Regions from separate parts of the Arachis hypogaea genome. Here region 1 is linked to region 2. Evidence: chromatin contacts called from public Hi-C data. All regions are on one chromosome and are shown on one strand. The core of a region is the stretch at or near the end of the contact, and the rest is flanking DNA. Distances in the headings are between cores, read along the strand shown. Region 1 has its middle 15 kb from the start of LOC112773095. Region 2 holds the start of LOC112771471 (protein MHF1 homolog).

The links. Hi-C and Micro-C count contacts between places; a contact is called where the count stands out from the background.
Region 1: a Hi-C map of leaf shows a contact between it and region 2, with 3 times the contacts expected there. The contact joins the enhancer-like site here to the promoter of LOC112771471 in region 2. A contact is called at or near these places in 2 of 8 Hi-C or Micro-C datasets (both in leaf).

The regions. Positions count from the first base shown.
Region 1 is chr18:133,753,284-133,758,262 of arahy.Tifrunner.gnm2.J5K5, forward strand. No RefSeq gene overlaps it. Among protein-coding and RNA genes, the nearest start is that of LOC112773095, 15 kb to the right of the region's middle. Within about 2 kb of position 1,993, at least 2 of the 3 cell types and tissues checked have open chromatin away from gene starts, as enhancers often do.
Region 2 is chr18:133,707,714-133,713,010 of arahy.Tifrunner.gnm2.J5K5, forward strand. LOC112771471 (protein MHF1 homolog) reads left to right here and starts at 1,388. Exons shown (of 4, transcript XM_025816237.3): 1 at 1,388-1,668; 2 at 1,791-1,862; 3 at 2,501-2,581; 4 at 2,663-2,952. The coding sequence starts at 1,518. The coding sequence ends at 2,787. LOC112772238 (xylose isomerase-like) reads right to left here. Exons shown (of 1, transcript XM_025817141.3): 1 at 3,451-5,297. The coding sequence starts at 5,177. The coding sequence ends at 3,747.

The sequences.
Region 1 (4,979 bases), core at 743-3,242, 46 kb after region 2:
CCCTCATTTATTAAAAAAATTAATAATTTATTAAAAAATTTATTAAAAAAAAAAAAATTTAAAATTAAAAAAAATATATTTTATTTCATGCATTAAAAAAAGCTAACAAAATATTTAATTACGAGACTTCTTTAAAATATTAATGAGCTATCAATTTGAATTCTATACAATACTCTTTTGTCCATTTTTAATAGTTAATGAATATTTTTTAATAATTTTTTTTTTAAATTATATGGTGAGATATTACATGATTCGAATTGCGCATGGGAAGTTCAATCACTCTGATTCGAATTATATGGTGAGCAATTCAAATTCTATACAATACTCTCCTGCCCATTTTTGATAGCTCATGAATATTTTTTAATAAATTTATTTTAATCATACGACAAAAAAATATTTTATTCTATGCAAAATAATTTAAAAAATGACTTAAAAGATGTTAGGAGTACTATAAAAATTTGTAATGACTTAGGACATTAAAGAAATACTCTACATAATCGATAATAATTTAGAAATTAAAGAAAATATACTTTTATCATGTATTTATCTAAATCACTAGAATATTTCAAACTTTTATAGTACTCATAACATTTTTTAAGCCATTTTTTAAATTATTTTGTATAGAATAAAATATATTTTTTAATTGTTTTGGATGGAATAAAATATTTTCTTTAATTTCTAAATTATTATTGACTATGTAGAGTATTTTATTTAAAATTTGTGTACATGCATGTATTTACCTAAGTCATTAGAACATTACAAATTTTTATAGTACTCCTAACATTTTTTAATCAATTTTTTAAATTATTTTGCATAGAATAAAATATTTTTTTTTGTGGTATAGTTAAAATAAATTTATTAAAAAATATTCATGAGCTATCAAAAATGGGCAGAAGAGTATTGTATAGAATTCGAATTGCTCACCATATAATTCGAATCAGAGTGATTGAACTTTCCATGCGTAATTCGAATCATGTAATATCTCACCATATAATTTAAAAAAATTTATTAAAAAATATTCATGAGCTATTAAAAATGGACAAAAGAGTATTGTATGGAATTCGAATTGATAACTCATTAATATTTTAAAGAAGTCTCGTAATTAAATATTTTGTTAGGTTTTTTTAATATATGAAATAAAATATATATTTTTTTATTTTAAATTATTAATTTTTTTAATAAATGAGGGTGTAATTCGAATCAACCTGATTCGAATTATTGTATGTGTGTAATTCGAATCAGGTTGATTCGAATTAGTGTGTGTGAGTTTTGTGTATAATTCGAAGCTAACATGATTCGAATTATGTGTAGATCAAGTTCGAATATAGTTAATTCGAACTACATATAAACATGCATTGGTTGATTCATGAACCAGATTTTGGTTTGGTGGATTTGCGTAAAAATTTCTTTCCCTTGGCTTATTTTAGTGTTTTGCCCTTATATTTTAGATAGATTAATTTTTGAAAAAAAAATATCAAGAAAGCCTTTAACGGTAATAAATATGGATAAATTAATTCAAAAATGAATACAAACTATTTTAATTATAGAAATTAATTTAAAGATAATGTATTCATATTTGTTATTTTAAAAGATTTTATTGATATTTTTTTAAAGACTAATATGTTTAAACTTTAAAGTATAAATTTTTAAGAATTTATTTATCACTTTATTCATAAAAACATAATACATTTTATAAATAATTTTAAAATACTAAATATATACAAACAAACAATTAATCGATGTGTTAAAACTAAAAAAAATCATTTTTTCCATTTAATAATTAATATGTTGTATAACTTATAAGAAAAATAAATCATTCATCTCATCCAATCTAATAATACAGGAAAGTTCACATCATACAAGTGTGACTACTGTTTATATTCACAGAAAAAGTAGGGTAGTTAAAAGTCCCGCAAACGTCAATATTTGTCTACTCATTCATACAATAAAGTGTTGCTTTTATAAAAGATGTCATTTTTTCCCATCTTTTTGACTGCTAAAGTTTTAATCTAGGACAAGTTACTGCACGGGATGAATGATGATACCGCGTGGAATTTGTATGCAATAGCAACAAGAAATCATGATGATAGTTGTACAAGGTCCATGAAATTCTCCAGGTAAAAACTACTTAATTAAATTCTTTTAAAGAAAATTTAAATAATAAAATTTTTTATTAATAAATTATTTTTATGTTAAATTTTTTAATCATAAAAATATTTATTTAAAAAAATAATAAAAAAATTTTTATTATAAAAAAATTATTTTTTTAATTTTTTTATAAACACTTAAATATCTTTTTAAAAAGTTACTATTTAGTTTTAAAAATTGCATCAAATATTAATGTTATAAGTTTTTATAAATAAAAAGTTAAAAAAAATTATTTATAAACTTATTTAAATGAGTTCTTAAACCTGTTTTTCAAAATCACAGTATAATAATTATTATAAGGATTAAATTACCAATTAATTTTTTTATATATTATGTATTTATTAAAATAAATAATTTAAAATTTTTATTATTAACAAGTTTAATACGTGTCCTTAAAACATATATTAATTAAATTTTAATTATAATATTATTTTTGTATCAAAGAAAGATTTAATAAAAACAAAAATATTTAATAATAATAATAAATTAGCTAAAAATAACTAAAAAATTAAAATAATATAAATTTTATAATTTAAAATTTAAATTTTGGATAAAATATATACCATCGAATTTGATCAAAACCGGCCATACAAGCAGATGGGTATCCACGTTACGCACTAGAGTGGGCCTACAAAAATAATTAGATTCTATAAAAAATTAATTAATTTTGGTCTTATATATCATAATTACTTTATTGTTTATTAGGACTTTAGAACTGTTGTTGGAGTGTGGGAGATAATAAACATTATTTTTAAAAGAAAAAAGTTTTTTGTGTAACCCCCCACTCTCCTATCAAAATAGAAGAAGTGGATTAGTTCAATTGTTTAATGAAATGTTGGCTGAAATAATAAAAGTTATGCTGCCTCCACCTTATGACATCGTGCTTATCAGAGTTCATTAGGGTTCGTTAAACTATTATTAATAAGATTAGGATAAAAGTTAAGAAATTCTATTTATTTTGTTTTGTTTGAATTCAAGGCGTGACAAGTGGGTTTCTTTTGTTCTCTAGTCATGCATTTCTATTTTTAAGGGTTAGGTTTCTTTGATATTGTTAAACAAGATTGATCAAAGGTATTGTATATATATGATTGGAAAAGTGTAGGTTAAATTCTGACCAGCATGTAACTAGCAAAAAAAAGTGAGTTATTAGATGAAATCTCACACCAATCTCACACTATTAAAATTATTATTGATAGTTATTTGATAGCTACAAATTACAAAAGTTGCTGACCTCCTAGTATTCCTCTATATGATTTTTGAGTGAATACCCGATCTGATTCTTAATATTTTTTTGAAGGGTTACGAAATTTAAAAAAAAAAAACTTTTTTTATTTTTAATATTTAATTTTATGAGACTGATTATTAACCTTCTATTAATGATCTCTTTTCAAAATATATTTACATGACATGCTAATAACTAATATATCATTTATTTAATTTTTATAAATAAAAATAATTTAAAATCACTAATATTTTTTAATTTTACACAGTAAATTTAGCTAATTATTTGAAAACAATAATAAAAAAATAAATAAATAACGACATTGATAATTATCCTTAAAAGACAACAAGACATCCAACAAAAAAAAATTGTTAATTTTAGTTGGTTCTTAATGGATAAATTAATAGTTTCTCATGAACATGAACGCAGAAACAACAAATTTTAGCTTCACGTGAACGTGTGTTCAGAGGTGGAATCACTTCTCTTTTTTCCAACGCGTTTGTCAAACACACACATAGACATTTTTCAGGCAGCCACATTTCACAGGGTCTCGCTGAATACACTTTGGGCCCATCTGTTCATAAACCGTTACAAGAGGTTTGCAGCTTCTGAACGTAATCTGCGACAGCTGACAGAGTTTAGCAGATTACGTGTAATCAAAAACTGGGATGTCGCAAATTACATATAATTAGGTTTATTGTATTTGCACCTGATTTTTCAGAATATTGTATTTGCATAACACTTTTTTTTATTTATTTTATTTATGTAAATTACCCTAATAATAATAATAACACAATAATTTATTTGTGCTTTTATTATGATTTGATATGAATATATTATGTTGTTTGCCAATTTCGCTATAGTATAATATTAGTAGTGATCACGGGTTTAATTACTACAAACTTTATGAGTAATATGTGTAATGTTAACAATCCACGTATACCATCTAAAAATTGAAAAAGAATTCTATTTTGGTTCCATTGATTGGTTTATGAATATTAATCTAGCTAAGATACAAAGCAGAGCATAGTTTCTATAAATAGAAAACATGTAAAGACGACCAACTTTCATTAAAGTTAACATGCTTAAAGCGAAGCATATATGTAGTGAATAATAGCACGATAGATTCTAGGTACGTACTACGTTCATTCATAAGATCAATGAGTGAATCCAAAATGCTAAATTAAAGGTGGTGATATTTGATTTAACCCTTTTTTCTACACTTTTTTTATTTTTAATATTGGATTAACAATGGTGTTTTTTTAAATTGTAATCTACTATGGTATTTTTTTAAAATGTGGGATAATTTAATGTATGAAGTACAAATCGGACCGTCCGATTTTTAAGAGGTACAGAAATCGGACTGTCCGATTTTTAGATACACAAATTGGACCGTCCGATTTCTGTACTCGAACTGTCCGATTTGTGTACTCCAAACTTTTAAAATTTTTTAAACACAAATCGAAGGGTCCGATTTGTGTACCTTTCATAGTTTTAAAAAACACCAAAAATTACCACGTTAAGGTATAACACTCATTCTACTTCTATATCCAAATTTTTTAGCCTTTTTCCTATTCCCTACTAACCAACTATAAAAGTTTTGTGTGAC
Region 2 (5,297 bases), core at 138-2,637:
TTTTACTCTATCCGATCCTGTTTCACTTTACAATAATTTGCATAGAATCCGCTCGCTATTATCCGCGAGTAGTAAAAAGTTGAACCTTAATCCGTTCCGTGGATATCTGCTCTGACCTGTCCCAAAATTATTAAAATTCAATAAATAAAATAAAATTTTAAAATTTATATAACCATAATCATATACATCACATAAATTAAAGTAAAATTTTAAATATGATATAATATTATCAATCATTTTACTAATTATTTTACATATATTACACATATTATATGTTAAAATTATATATTATATATACACCGGGGTGGGTATTATCCAAACCCGACCCGACCCCGCCCCGCACAAAAACCCATCCCACAAAAAACTAGCTTCCGGTGCGGGAAGGATAATTACCCGCCCCGAGTGGGTTGGGGCAGAGTGAGCACCCCGTACTCGCAAGTTCGGGTGGTATTATCATCCCCTTATGGTTCGAATCATAGAGGCTGGGACCTAGAAGTGAGCCGAACTAAAATGAGTCAGGTCAAATTTAAACTCGACTTATAAAAATTAAGTTTGATTTATAATTCAACTCGTTAATAATTGAGTGTATTTATAAAAAAAATTTAATTTAACAAAAACTTGCTGAGTTATTTCGACTTCGAGTTCACGAGTTGATACAAATAATATGAATATAATTTATAATTTTATATAAATAAATTATAACTTAAATATAAAAAAATTCTCATTATCTATCTATTTATAATTTATATCCTCCATCATAAAACATAAATTAAGAGTTTTATGACTTTTATCAAGTCACTTTGAGAGTTTTATCTTTGTAAATAACCTAAAACATAAATTAAGGACATTTCTTCAATTAACCCATATTTTAAATCGATTAGGGTTAATCTCAACTTAATAACTTTCAAAAGAAAAAGACACCCTATCTAAAGATGACATACTTTGAAACTGATATAGTATTGAATTATTTTTTATTTTAATTTTAAAAAGTAGTTCAAACATAAAAAAAAGTTTTAATAACATGAATTAATTTTTTAGTTAAGATTTAAGAACATATAAAAATATTTATCTTTTGTCATTTTTTTAAAGAATAAATTACTAAAAATATATTCGAATAATTTTGTTATTGACAAAAATGTACTTGAATTTTGTTATTGACAAAAATGTCTTTAAGACTATTCAATATTATATTTCTAAAAAATGAGACAACATTATCTAACAATAAAAATATATTTTTCAAAAAATACTCTAAAGATTGAAATTTGATACAATTTTTCACAAATATAATTTAAAAAATGAGATATTAATATTCTTAAATTTTGATAATTTTTTACTAAGTATATATTTTTTATAATTTTTTATAAGTGTTATTGGTTGTCACAAAAAAAAAAACATATGCTTAACAAAAAATCACTAAATCACTAAAAATATCTCATCTTTTCATTTCCCTCCATTCCAAAACAGAAAGAGCGCCAGAAAAGAAAACAAATCCCAGAAATCGAAACTCGAAGAAGCAAATGGCAACGGATCGCGTACTGTGTGGTAGCAGCAGCGAAATCGAAAGAGGAGAAGAAGAAGAACAACAACAACAACAAGAACATGACTCCGAAGCGAAGCTCTTGCGCGATAGGTTCAGACTCTCCGCCATCTCCATCGCTGAATCCGAAGGTAAAACCTTCAATTCAGTTTCCACACACTACGCCATCTCTTCAATTGAATCTTTGTTACTTTATTTCAACGAATTTTCGGAAAATTCGAGTTCCTGATAATTCATAAACGTCGATTTGCAGCAAGTAAGTACGGCATGGAAATATCTAAAGTACTAGTCTCTTGCATCGCTGATTTGGCATACAAATTCACCGGTGAGTAACTTTTATCAGTATTGCTTTCACTAATTATGATTTTCTGCATAATAATCCACGTTATATTGGTACCTTTGAAAATTGAAAGAGTGAATAAATAACTCAATGTTATACAGTTAGTTTTTTATCATTAGAGATTTTGAGTTATCCACGAGATTCATTTCATGCAGTTATAGGTAATCAGATTCAGGACTAACTAAATAACTGTTAGGGATGGCTGCAATGGACTCCGGAATCTGAAATGTGCTTTTGAATTTTTCTTGATTAGTAACTTTTGAGAGATGAGACGAGGATTCAGTTGTTATGCACAATCACTTCACAAAATTTATGGTTATTCAATTAATTATATGTTACTGAAAACTGTTGAACTTTTAGAAGAACTACTTCACATTGTAAGATACCTAGATAAAATGTCAAAATTAAGTTCATATTCAGTGCTATATAATGTATATTGAGGTGCGAAGAGTCTCTTTAATTTGGAACAAGTAATTCACATTATTAGGCAGGATTGGGGACTCAGGTTATTAAATTTTCTTAGCTTTTTTAAAATTACCTTTACGCTTGTTGTTCAAGGATACACAATATTGATATTTTACTTGAATTGATGAATTGAGTTAGAGAATATGTTCTGTGTGCAGAGGGGCTAGCCAAGGATCTTCAGCTATTTGCACAGCATGCAAATCGTAAATGTGTGAACATAGAAGATGTCATACTTTCTGGTAAGTATCATCATCTTCTATGACTGATTTCAGGGTGAACTGTCCTTGTTCTTTAATCTCATGTATTTTGGTTTCATTCAGCACATCGAAATGAACATGTGTCTAGCTATTTGAGGACATTCTCCAACGATTTAAAAGCGAGAGATCCTTCATCTGAGAGGAAGCGAAAGAAAGAGGCCAAGAAGAATGATAAAGCAACCATCTAGTGCACACGTCTGATATAAATATATAGTACGTTGAACATATTTGGTATTCTTTTTTTAAATCTTGGCCTCAAATTTCACGTAATTTTTGGTACTCTATCTCTTTCCTCTACATGTTCTTCTTGTTCTTGTACAATGGAATTTATTGTTCTAACAGGTTCAACCAAAGTTTCTTATTTTATTTCTTTAACTTAACTCACAATTAGGCACCTATTTTATCTATTTAACTTAAATAATTATAATCAATTATACAACAATTTCAGATATACCAAACAAACCAATGTAATTCTGTTAATTTTATCAACTCACTGTACCCTACTCCACTAACTAAGTCACAAGACTAAACATCTAAATCTATTATTAACCAACAATGAAAAAGGTTAAATTACTAATCTCAAACTTTAACGCTCCAATTACGTGCCAAGTATTAGAGTTTGTTGTTGTCTTTTTCACAGACATATTGTCGGGAGGTCATATTTCTGTGAAGAAACTCGATTTCACACGTCCAGAAACTCACAAAACTTGAAAAAATGGTTCAAATGCACATTAGTCACGGATGAATGCTGTGACTTATATATAGCTAATGCGCTTACCTCGGATGCTGAGTGCATCCAAGATATGACTCATCGACACTCTTTCAACATCCAAGATGTGACTAAAATTGTATTTTCGTAATTACTTAAATATTTATTTATTTTCGTAAATATTATATTTATTTAATTTAAATAAAAAATATTCGAGAGAACTGGACACAGAAAGGGTTGTCCTCGCTATATATGCACAATAGATAATATTTAATAGATATAAAATAAAACAGATACCTAATGGACTTAATTATTACTAGGAGTCTAGGACAAGCCGACTAGGATTCACATAAATTCGCTAACGTAACGTCTCGTCTGTCGTCCCCTGCGGAAACTAGCAGGTTTTGCCAACCGAGGAGGATGCTAACGATTTTATTCTCACAACGCAGACTGGAGAATCATCTCAGCTAGCTCTTGTTTGGCTGAAGCAACCTTGGGTTCTCCCCATTCCTTAGCTTTCTTCTCCAAGAAGTCAAAGTCAGCTTTACCAGCCTCTATTTGAGCACCAATTTCAGTGTCAAAACTCTGGTATCTCTTCCGAACAAGCTCAGCTAGAGTACCGTCCTCAATTAGCGTAGCAGCATTCTTGAGGCCGCGGGCCATTGTATCCATACCGATGATGTGGGCAATGAACAAGTCTTCAACATCTGTGCTCTCCCTCCGCAATTTGGCATCAAAGTTGAATCCGCCTGGTGCAATTCCACCATTTCTAATGACACTGAGCATAATCATTGTTGCTTCTTGAATATCCACAAGAAACTGATCTGTGTCCCAACCAACTTGAGGATCGCCAGTGTTTGCATCAATATTACCCAATAGTCCATTAATCCTTGCAGTTTCAAGTTCATGGTGACAACTATGTCCCGCTAAGGTGGCATGGTTGCACTCAATGTTGAGTTTGAATTCCCCTATAAGTCCATACTTGCGCAAGAAATTAGCAGTGGTTGCAGCATCCCAGTCATACTGGTGTTTTGTAGGTTCTTGTGGCTTGGGTTCAATCAGCAGTGTCCCATTGAATCCAATCTTCTTCTTGTATGCAACAGCAGCTTCAAAGAACCTAGCCAAATGATTAAGTTCTCGTTCCATATCAGTGTTCAATAGGGATTGATAACCCTCACGGCCACCCCAGAAAACATAATTTTCTCCCCCCAAATAATGTGTGACCTCCAAGGCTTTCTTCACTTGTGCAGCAGCATATGCATATACACCTAACTCAGAGCTAGTAGCAGCACCATGCATGTAACGAGGATGCATAAACAATTGAGCAGTTCCCCATAGAACTTTTTTATTACTCTGCATCTGAAGCTCTTTGGCAAGGGCAACCACTTCATCCAAGTTTGCATTAGCTTCCTCCAGAGTTTCTCCATCAGGGGCTATATCACGGTCATGGAAGCACCACCAATCAACTCCAAGTTTGTTTATAAACTCAAAGTTTGCTCGCATTCTTCTTTTAGCCATTTTCAAAGAATTGGTACCATCTTCCCATGGCCAGTACTTGGTAGGTGCACCAAACGGGTCTGCACCTGTTCCACGGAATGTATGCCAAAATGCAACACTAAATCTGAACCAATCCTTCATTTTCTTCCCAAGAATTTCTTCTTCTGCGTTATACCATTTAAATGAAAGCGGATTCTTGCTAGAGGGACCCTCATATTTGATTTTGTTAATGCCAGGAAAGAATTCACCCTCCCAATCTGAATTGTCACATTTACCGACACTTTCAGCAGGGCAAGTTTGAGATTCACCAATCACTGCATAAGTGACGGCTTGTAAGCAAAGGAGGAGCAGCAATATTCCCCACGTTTTCATTTTGATGGATTTCAAGCAAATACCTTGCAGGAAGACGGTGTAGAGAATGATGCAGCAAGTAGGGAGGTGTTTGAGGGGAGAGAGAGCGAGTGAGGACTCAGCTGCGAAAGAGAGCAAGAG